Regions from separate parts of the Mus musculus genome. Here region 2 is linked to region 1. Evidence: chromatin contacts called from public Hi-C data. All regions are on one chromosome and are shown on one strand. Each heading gives the region's core, a stretch centred on a gene start, on an enhancer-like site or on the middle of the called end of the contact. The rest is flanking DNA. Distances are from core to core; before and after follow the strand shown. Region 1 holds the start of 4930529N20Rik (RIKEN cDNA 4930529N20 gene). Region 2 has its middle 160 kb from the start of Cdyl.

What was found. Hi-C and Micro-C count contacts between places; a contact is called where the count stands out from the background.
Region 2: a contact with region 1 is called in a Hi-C map of muscle stem cells, with 2.4 times the contacts expected there. The contact joins the enhancer-like site here to the promoter of 4930529N20Rik in region 1. A contact is called at or near these places in 3 of 484 Hi-C or Micro-C datasets (cerebral cortex, liver and muscle stem cells) and 1 of 115 datasets of contacts at active chromatin or transcription factors (pancreatic cancer cells).

What each region holds. Positions count from the first base shown.
Region 1 is chr13:35,166,363-35,171,459 of GRCm38.p6, forward strand. 4930529N20Rik (RIKEN cDNA 4930529N20 gene) reads right to left here and starts at 1,442. Exons shown (of 2, transcript NR_153831.1): 1 at 1,380-1,442; 2 at 784-1,084.
Region 2 is chr13:35,500,242-35,505,295 of GRCm38.p6, forward strand. No RefSeq gene overlaps it. Among named protein-coding and RNA genes, the nearest start is that of Cdyl, 160 kb to the right of the region's middle. Within about 2 kb of position 2,015, at least 99 of the 459 cell types and tissues checked have an H3K27ac peak or open chromatin away from gene starts, as enhancers often do. A contact at or near this core is called in cerebral cortex and muscle stem cells, where this site is marked.

The DNA of each region.
Region 1 (5,097 bases), core at 192-2,691:
TTGTTAAAACAAATAAAATAAAGAGCACATTCAGGCTGATGAATGAGATCCAGTGTGTTTGAAAGAGTCACTTCGGCTTGCAGAGGTGCAAGCAGATAGCTAGGAAGTACTCGAGAGTAGAGGATTGACATTTCAATATTCTATAACAGGACATTATGAACTTGGTGGAGAGAGCATGGCCCCTGGGATCAAATGAGCATTGAGTCTTAAAATTGGGGTACCTAGACCCGCAACATCTACCTATATTACCTGGAAATATGATAAGCATACCAATTTGGAATTGTTACTCCAGACCTCAAGAGGACTCTGAGAGAGAAACTTAGCAACTCTGTCTTGGTGAGGTCTCTAGGTATAGCCTATGCTGCTGAAGTCAGAGACTCTGGCTTCAGACAGGCCTATGGGAGGGAAGCTGAGCACTCCCTGTGATTTGTCAAGGTCTCAGAATATCCCTGGGATAGAAATTTAAACTGGTGTTGGCAGCTTGCTGTGGTACTTGGAGGGTGGGAAGCTATTTAATTTATCATGAATGGCTTTCCCCAGAGTGTTCATGAGCTGGGGAAGAAGAGAGGAACACAATAAAAATAGGAGCATCTCAATGTGCTGGAGCCCAGACAGAGCCTGAGTAACTCTGGACCACAGCTTGGGAGCAGCACCAGATGGTGAAACTTGGACCAGAGCATGGGTTAAATACTGGCCAGGGGAATACAGCTAAATCTTACGTCATCAACAAACATTCCCAGCATGCACGGCTTGCGGTGACAGTGAGAAATTAAGACATCTCTTCTGGGCTGAGAATTTAGTTAGAGACATAACTCTTAAACCAAACAAACACAATGCACAAAGTTATAACTCAGAGTCTATGAAGGAGAGCTTGCTGTGAGTACTCCAGAAGAGCTGGACAGAGTGGCTGCAAGAGGCAGAAGGACAAGAATGACAAAGGTCGACACTTGTACTTGCTGCGATCAACAGGTGGTGACGTCTGATCTCGAGTGACAGCTGTGCGGCTTTGTGAACAAATGCTGATACATTGCAATTACTATTTGTTCCTTGACAAGAATTCATGTCTGAGCACAGTCTAAAGGACCTTGAGTAAAATAAACAATAGTGTAGGGCTTCAGTAGTGAACACATCTCCACCACTTCAGCAAGCCCCTCTATGAGCTCAGTAGAGCAAACACACCCTAGGACTACAAAGTATAAGGTTGATAGGCTGATAGATGACTAGCTGAAAGAGAGCAAACAGCTCTTAGCATGCAGCATCCCAGAAGCACCTGGGATCATCTTCTCTTCACTTTGCCCTAACTGAATACATTCCTGCTTTCTCTAGGAGTGACATGGTCCAGTATTCTCAGTGGATGCCTTACTACAGACAGTACTTACTCCTATGTGGGCTACTACAGAGCAACCACAGACCCAGTGTTAATCTGTTCTTCCACATTGTGTGCCGTAACACCTCTGCATCATTCCTCTTGTCCTTTGGGACCATTATGAAGAAAATCATGGTTATATGTGTGCAAGCATTGTGACATCATGACAAATGATGTGATAGCTGAGGTGACTAATGGTGGCTACACTGGGCAAAGGGATGTCTCTTATCTTGGATGGGAACAGGACAGTGTGAGATTTTTACCATGCTTCTAAGATTGGCACGGCATTTTAAATGTATGAACTGTTTCTCATAGTTTCCGTTTAGCAATTTCAGACAGAGCCTAATCTTGGGTAAATAAAAATCCCAGAAAGTGGAACCAGCAGAGAGAGAAGCCAGCTGAACACTTTTTCTGTATGACAGCGCTGGGTCATCAACAAAAGGGTGAATGGCACTCACGCTGTGTTTGTTATGATGGGAAATCATGAAATAAAACATTGGAAATGGTGAAAGCAGATCTGGGGAGACGGCTCAGTTCGTAAAATTGCTTGCTGTGCAAGCACAAGAACCTGAATTCAGATCCTAGAATGCAGGTGATCAGCTGGGATAAAGTAGCAGTGGTGTGCCTGCAATTGCCAGTGTTCGGGAGGCACAGAGAGAAAGGTCCTGGGGTCTAGCTGGTCAGACAGTTCAGCCTAGTGGTTTCTGACCTTCCTCATGCTGTGACCCTTTACTACAGTTCCTCATGTTGTGGAACCATAAAATTATTGTGTTGCTACCTCATAACTGTAATTTCCTGACTGTTATGAATCATAATATAGATATCTGATCTGCAAGCCGATATGTGACCCTTGTGAAAGGGTTCTTTGATCCCTAAAGTATTCAAAACCCACAGGTTGAGAACCACTGATTTACACAAGTCAGTGAGTTCCAGGTTCAGTGAGATACTGTATCCCAAAATTGCAAGAGGACAATGGATAGCAGAAGAGACGTGATATAGACCTCTGGCTTTCACATGTACACATCTCTACATAGATGTGCGTGCATACATAGGTATGCACATGCACACAGTCACATACAATACACACACACACAGAGACACATACATATATATTCTACAGTTCTTATATTTACCACTTAATCTACATACACACAGGAAAAAGGAAGAAAATGTGAAAGTGTTTGGGTCGTTCCTAACGGCTTGTTGTGAGGGCCAGAGTCTGCTCAGTTGAGAGCGTCTGGACTTGCTGTTGGAAGCTGACACCTAAGGCTTCATTGACTGCTTTGATTCAGGTGTTACTCTTTAGTTTACAGCTCCCACTGCCTTTCTGGTGGGGAAAAGCAATAAATCCCTTCTCAATGGTCCTATTTACACTCAGATTATAAACATCTCTGGAAACAAGAGGGCATCTTCATGTGATTCATCTTATTTTCCCTGCATCATCTTTTCTAGCTGAGTTCAAGTCTCCATTTATCCATTGATGCTCTCAATTAGAAATTGTCAGGAGTTTAATAGGGCTTTCAAAACCCATTTAGCTAAAACAGTGTGTTATTGAAGGGCTGTCTGTCAACTGCTACAGTGAGCACCATGAGACAATGTCACCGACTGACCACAGGGGAAATGGCTTTCATTTAAGCTGCATATCCTTTGCCCTGGCACTACCATAAATGGGTAAGGCATTTTCTGAAACAGACCTATTCCGGATATTATTCTCTATGTTCAATTTTTATATGAAAATAAGGACATTTGTCAGATAAGCTAGCCCTCCTTGGAGGATAATTACCTTGTTTGGCCACTATTGGTGAGATCTTGATTGTTTCCTGGACTTGAGCCCTTGACATTTGAAACAGTACTGTGTTGACATCTGCAGTTCTTTGAATTTAAAGAACTTAATAGCAAAGTCCTTCTTAACTTGCAGCACTTTTTCAGGTTAAGCACCTATGTTGACCTTTCACCCAAATACCTCTCTTCTTCAGGGTGTGAAGGCTGGCCATGAAGTTCACACCTGCTTCATTGGAAGAACACAATTTTATCACTAGTAATAGTTTTCAGATGAAAAGATCCAATTCAAGTCCTCCTGGCGCATACAGTGTAACTGAACTTCATAGCACTTCAATTATACTGTACTTAAAAATACAGAGGTTCTCACACATATCTATGATATGATATGGTTGAAAGAACAACATTCTTTTTTGGCCACACCTGAGGCTCACATCCTATATCATGTAGTTAATAAGAAGCAACATCATACTTTTCTTGCTAAATGCAAGGTGTCTGCTTTTATGCTTCACAGATGGTATTGAGGTGGGGAAGATGACGTAGGAACCTTGGGGTGATTTGTACTAGGCCTTAAATGCCACAGAGGACACAATGAACTATTTGGTAGGTTCTAGTTTAAGCCTCATTTGAAGACCGTAGTCAGTTTCTGGGCCTGGACAGGTTCCACTGTGAGCCAGGCTGGAAAAGAACTACACAGAGCGTATCTAGTCTTTGCTGTGGTAACTGCAGCATCCTGCTGAATCATGATCTTGTCTAGATGGACTCAGCATTATTTTCTTGCCCTGAGATTGTGAAACAACAAAGAAGATCACCAAGATTAGACATTGAAACCAGGTAATGTAGCACCCAGTGGAGAAGAAGGCATAAGTTATGTAAGTCACAGAGAACCTATGTGATAGAATCCAGGATCTGGCTCTGAGTTAGGTAGTGAAAGTGTAGGAAAACAACCCAACCTGGCCAACACAGTGAGTTTTGTTTGTTTTGGTTTGTTTGCTTGTTTGTTGTTATCCAGACACAAGTCATCTGGGATGAGAAACCTCAATTGAGAAAATGCCTCCATCAGGTTGGTCTAAAGGCAAGCCTATGGGGGTATTATTTTTTGATTAATTATTAATGTGGGAGGGCCCAGCCCACTGTGGGGTGGTGCCACCTCTGGGAAGATTGTTGTAAGTTGTATGAGAAAGCAATCTGAGTGAGCGATAGATCAAGCCAGTAACTACCATTCCTCCATGTTCTCTGCTCCAGTTCCTGCCTTGACTTCCTCTGATAATGGACAATAACCTGCAAACTAAATATACCTTTTTTTCTACAAGCTGCCCTTGGTCACAATGTTTTATCACAGTAACAGAAATCAAACTAAGACATTGACCCTAAGCAATCACAGTGATGCTGGTCCATTGGAGCTCAGATTAGCCTAGGCCTAGCAATCACCATCAGTGCCATGGTGGGAGATTTTCAGGCCTTGGCAGTCACCTTTTGCCTGTCACCTGTTACAGTATTTTGGAACTTAGGTCAGCCTCCAGAATAACCAATCATTACTCCAGGGAAGGGTGACAGTTTCTGGGTTCTGTGATTCAGTGATGGCCAAGCTCTTCAAGTGAGTACGAGCGTGTGTGTGTGTGTGTGTGTGTGTGAGTGTGTATACATGTTTGTACACATGTACACCTGTGTTTGCGTGTGCATGTGTGTGTGTGTGTGTGTGTGTGTGTGTGTGTGCGCGCGCACGTGCTCATATGTGTGTAGGCTTGGCATCTTCCTCTGTTTTCCTCTCTATTGTTTGCTAGTTTGGCTGGCTAGCAAGCCCCAGGGATCCCTGCCTCTGCCTCCCACTGCTGGTGTTACAGGAGCTGGGTGTGCTCAGGATGCAGATTCAGGACCCCATACTTCCATAGCAAGCATTTTACCCAACAAGCCATCTTTTAACCTGGGAATACTTCCTCTGCATTATTTCT
Region 2 (5,054 bases), core at 765-3,264, 330 kb after region 1:
TAAATGCCCCCAAAAGTATGAGAGCCAGCAGGCAAATGATAAAGGGACTGAGAGTTTCACAAAACAGTGTGAAGATGTGAGAGTCATGGGCACCTTGAAAGCACAGCCCAGAGAAGACCGTACATAAGAGTAGTTCATTCCTGCCGTTCATATTTCTCACATAAGGAATTCAAAGTCCCGATTTGAAATGTGGGGGATGAGGACTGGAGAGATAGCTTGGCAGTTAGGAGTACTCACTGCATTTCAAAGGACCTGGGTTTGAGTCACAACAGCCACACTGCAGATCATAAGCTTCTGTAACTCTATTTCCAGGGGGATCTGATGCCGTCTTCTGGCCTCTGTGGGCATTTATTTGCACATGTAGTGCACAGAACCACAGGTGCCACACATACAATTTAAAAACAATGACTAAAAAAACTTTACAAAAACATGTTGTCAAAACACAGATATACCCCTATGCCTTACATACCTGCAAGAATAGTTTATTAATGAACACTGAATTCTTCCAGTTGCAATCACAGAAATTTCTCATGGAATAAACCCATCCCATAGTCCTATAAACCTACCCAATTACAGGCTGTCTTCTACCTTCCTAAATGGTGGATTGAGTTTCTACTCTGGTGGACATCTGTTTTAAACTATGCTTGGGCCCACTCTGGGATGTAAAACTGTCTTGTGCACAGTGATGGATCAACACCCACCCTCAGCATTTTCCCTCCCTCCAGGAGAGCAGCAGTCTGGTCCTCTAGTGGCTCTGCCTGCTAGGCTGTAGCGGGAACCGGCTTTCATGGCAGGCACTGTGATGTTTGCAGTGGTGAGGCTGGAGACCGTTTCCAGAAAAGACACAGGCTCTGGGAGTTTGCCGAGCACTGACTGGGAGCACAGTGTTTCTAGTCAGGGTATCTGGACTTTGATCTTGGGCCTGAGGGAGCCAGGCAGTGATGGGTTGAGAGAGGAGAGGATGGGGCCTGGGTCTCCCTGGGATACTTGCTTCTGGCCCAGATCCTTATATTTTAAAGTGTGTAGCACATTTGCCCCGTTTTAATGTTGGAGCCCCTAAGAGAGTACACTTAGGAATCAGCTCACACAAGCTCTGCAGAGATTATCAAACACCCAGAAATTTTGCAAGCCAGTTGTTAAATTAAGCCACTTCAAAATTGGCCACAATGGGATTATTTTTACTCCATGGAAATCAACAAAGACCACAACTCAGGGTTGGATTTTCTCTTTTTTTCCACAGGGCTCACATCCTGCTGCTGTCGTCTCACTGATTTCAGGAATATTTTACATCCCTCCCACATGCTTTCCAAAATTCTCACCAGAACCCTGGCCAGCTACTCCTATAATGTTCTTTGCAGCATTAGTCCGGGGTTCTGCTATCTTTCTAAGAGATGCTAGGTTTCTTGCCCTGGCCTTCTGTGGTTTCTCTCTGCTTAGAGTGCAAAATGAAAACAAAGCGCTCAGTGTCAGAGAAAGATCATTGAGACACACCTTCAGGGCATTCTCCAAGTCAGCAGTACCAGAGGGCTCCCAGCTTGATTTATTCTCAAGCCCTACATCAAGTGGTTCACAAAAATATCATGTAACCCGAAAACACAGAAAGAGAGCACTGTTCTCATTTCTCAAACCGTATGCAGGAAGCAGGCAGCTCTGACATCTTGCAGTGGTGGCCGAGGCCCTTCTGCCAGGCAGCCTCCAGCCCTTCTGCCAGGCAGCCCCCACTTGGAGCTTGTCCATCCCTGCTTTCTGGTGAGCATATCCTGACTTCACTCCAGATGGTGGGAGTCAGGCGAGTGGAACAAGACACGAGCTTCCGCCGGATGGTAAAAATGAATGACGCTAATAAATATGTCTTTGGCCACTTGGCTAGCCCACCTAGCATTCAGCCAAGACACCCTCCTAAGTTCCTAAGACCCCCCTGTAACAATTTCAGAAGTGTCCCACGACCCAGCACACACTATTCAGGTCAGACAAACAGCAGAATACTAAGAGAATTCCTTTCCTGCCGAATCAGGAACAGGCTAGACCTGTTGAGAATTCTTGTAAACTACCCATCTGTGAGTCATATTTGTATCACCCTGAGTGACTGGATTTGGGGTTAATTGCGAAGTTTGGCCAGCTGCCTCTGCAATTGGCTCAATTAGTTATGGAGGTTGGTAAAACAATGATCTGAGGTCACTGGCAGATTCAGACCAAGGGGCAGCAAAATTGAAAGTGGAGAAACCAGCCAAATTAAACCAAAGAAAAGGCCAGTTTGCAGCTATGTGGGAACGACGCCCAGCATGAAGCCAGGGAGAGCAATTAGTTAGAAATATATCGAGTTGTTGATAATTGAATATCTTAATTTGTAAATGCCAATTTTATATGATGTGGCCGGATAAAATGACCCTATTGATTTCCAAGGAAGTACCTATTGCACATTTCAAGATTGCCTGGGCTGCAGACAGGAGAAACACAGCCCAGCAGGAAAAAAAAAAAAAACAACAACATGTATGTGGTGTGTGTGTGTGTGTGTGTGTGTGTGTGTGTGTGTGGTGTCTCACATGTTTTCCCTGATTCTAACATGTTCTTCACAAACACAGTTCAGAGGAAGGAGCTCTGGCTGAAGGCTATGGTGACCTATACTTACACTGCAATTGACTTGCTATATGGCCTTAGTAAAGATGTTTCCCTGCTTTAAGTCTCGTTCTTTTCAACTGAGGTGACATCACAAACACTCTCATGATGCCAAAATGAGCTGATGAATTGCAATGTGGTGTTTTGAGGTGCTGAGTGCCTCGTAGATTATTCATAAAGGCTGTATTCATAATGGTTATCAGCCCCTATGGATATGTGGGGGTATATGCTCCCTGGGGAGAGAGTAAACTTTGAATGCAATTGTAACGGAGTGCCCCTGTGTTCTAGTGTCATTTCTGATGGTAAACAATGCCAACACAGTAACAAATTGCCAGAGAGTTTTTCATTAGTCATCAGAGTGTAAAAGATTTGATAAATAACGAGAAAATGTTGGCTCTTTTGAGGTGGGAAATCCATGTTATTGACAAGAGCAAATTACATTTCTTTGAAAAGGGTGGGGTCACGGGTTTTAGAGTATTTGCCTTGCTGCTGGGATAAATGAACAGCCGCCCCCCTCCCCCGGGAGCTCGTAAAAACTGTCCCCAGCCAGCCCCAGCCCAGCCCCCACCCTCACTTTGTTCAATCATTTGTGTGACAAGGCTGAGTAGCAGCCTGGCGTGGGCCCTGAAGACAGAGAAAGAGGAGAGAGACTCAGTGTTCGCAGAATTTGGGGAGCCGGAAATACAACGGCAGCGGTAACATTGCTTTGAGGAGGTATGCCAGGGAGTCTGGGGTGTTATGGTACCCTCTGTTCTCGTCCAGTCTTCGATTCCCAGCAGCTGCCCACTGCTCTTCAGCTCTGGCGCCGAGCCGGCACATGCCTCCCTCCAGAGCCGCTGCCAGCCTCACTCCTCCACCAGCAGCTGTTGGCCCAGCCCCGGTAGGGCAGCATGACCGCTGGCACCAGTGTGAGCAGGGCACATCTGCAGAGCGTCCCCTGCCCTTGGCTTCATGCCTATGGCTTTATGCCCTACTATGCAAGAGGTTCCCAGCTGGTGCCACTTGACAGGACCCCCTTCTTCACCATGGAGGCTGCAGTGGGTTAGCTTTTTCACCCCTGAGATGTTCCACTCTGCTGTGAGCAACGTGGCGTTTTCCAGACACATGTTCATCTTTAACATTTATTTCCAGACTTAGGGGGTGTTGTTAAAATTCCACTGGTGACCTTTGTAGAGTGTAAATGAGTTAGCCCACGGGTGTTAGGAGGAAATGGTATTTTAAAAACCAAAGCACCAAACACACGAGGATATTATGCTAAGTGAAATGAGCCAGTCACAGAACAACAAATATGGTTATGATCCACTTACACGAGGTATCTAGATTAAGTCAAATTCCCAGAGGCAGAATGTAAAATGGGGACTGCTGCCAATGGGAAGAAGGGACACTGTGGAGGAAGGACACTGGAGAGGAGGGACACTGGGAAAGAGGGACAGGGAGAGTTAGGAATGAATGGGACAAGAGCCTGGTTCTATAAGACAAAGCCACGTTGGAGGTAGGCAGTAAGCTCTATGTTATGAACATAAATGCTACAATTAACTTTTTCAAGAAAATGTAAGGGTCAAAGACATGTCGCAAAGTGTAAAGATGCTTGCTACCAAGCCTGACGACCTGAGTTTGCTCCCTAGGACATACATGATGGAAAGAAAGAACTGACTTCCAAAAGCTGTTCTCTGACCTCAAATGTCCATGAAGAACACACCAATATATATATTTGAAAGAAATGTTTAAACAGAATACCAAATACAGAAGCCACAATATTCATGGTGTGACAATCACAAGAAGGATTAGAATTCAAGGGCCATTAAACTAATAATTTTAAAAACTCCTTCAAATAGAAACACATATTTTCTAAATTAAATCTTGGTTTTACCGGTTGGAAATTTTCTCTTAGAAAATAGCTATCCCGAATTGCATTTATAAGACAGTGATAGGATCTAGAGCAATGGCTCAGTGGCTAAGAGTCCTTTGGTGCTGTTCCAAAGGTTCCCAGTATTCACACCAGGTAGCTCAGATTACCTTAACCCCAGCTCCCTGGAATCCAAGGACTGCTCACAACCTCTGTGGACACCTGCACACAAACACACATAAAGCAAATATCTAATACCATCTAATAACACTTGGCTGCAAGCATGTAAACCCTTCGTAAAAAGGAGACCAGAAATGGAAATTCAACTCATAGCACCTGTCCAAAATGTAAGAGGACGAACCTCACAGACAGATTTAAAGGCTAGACTGTCTTTTTACCTAACTGTGCCTTCCTCAGAATTGAAACCACAGCTCTTAATTCTGAGTTGACTCCTTTCCTCCCCACTTTAGCCAAAAGGGCAACCAGATTCATAAGACTCCTCAGGCTAGTGTTGAAAGGCCTTGGTCTACTCTTGCCAGAGTCTCAGAGGAAGTCATCCATCCGTGGCTGATTCCATGGGCCTGACCAATGC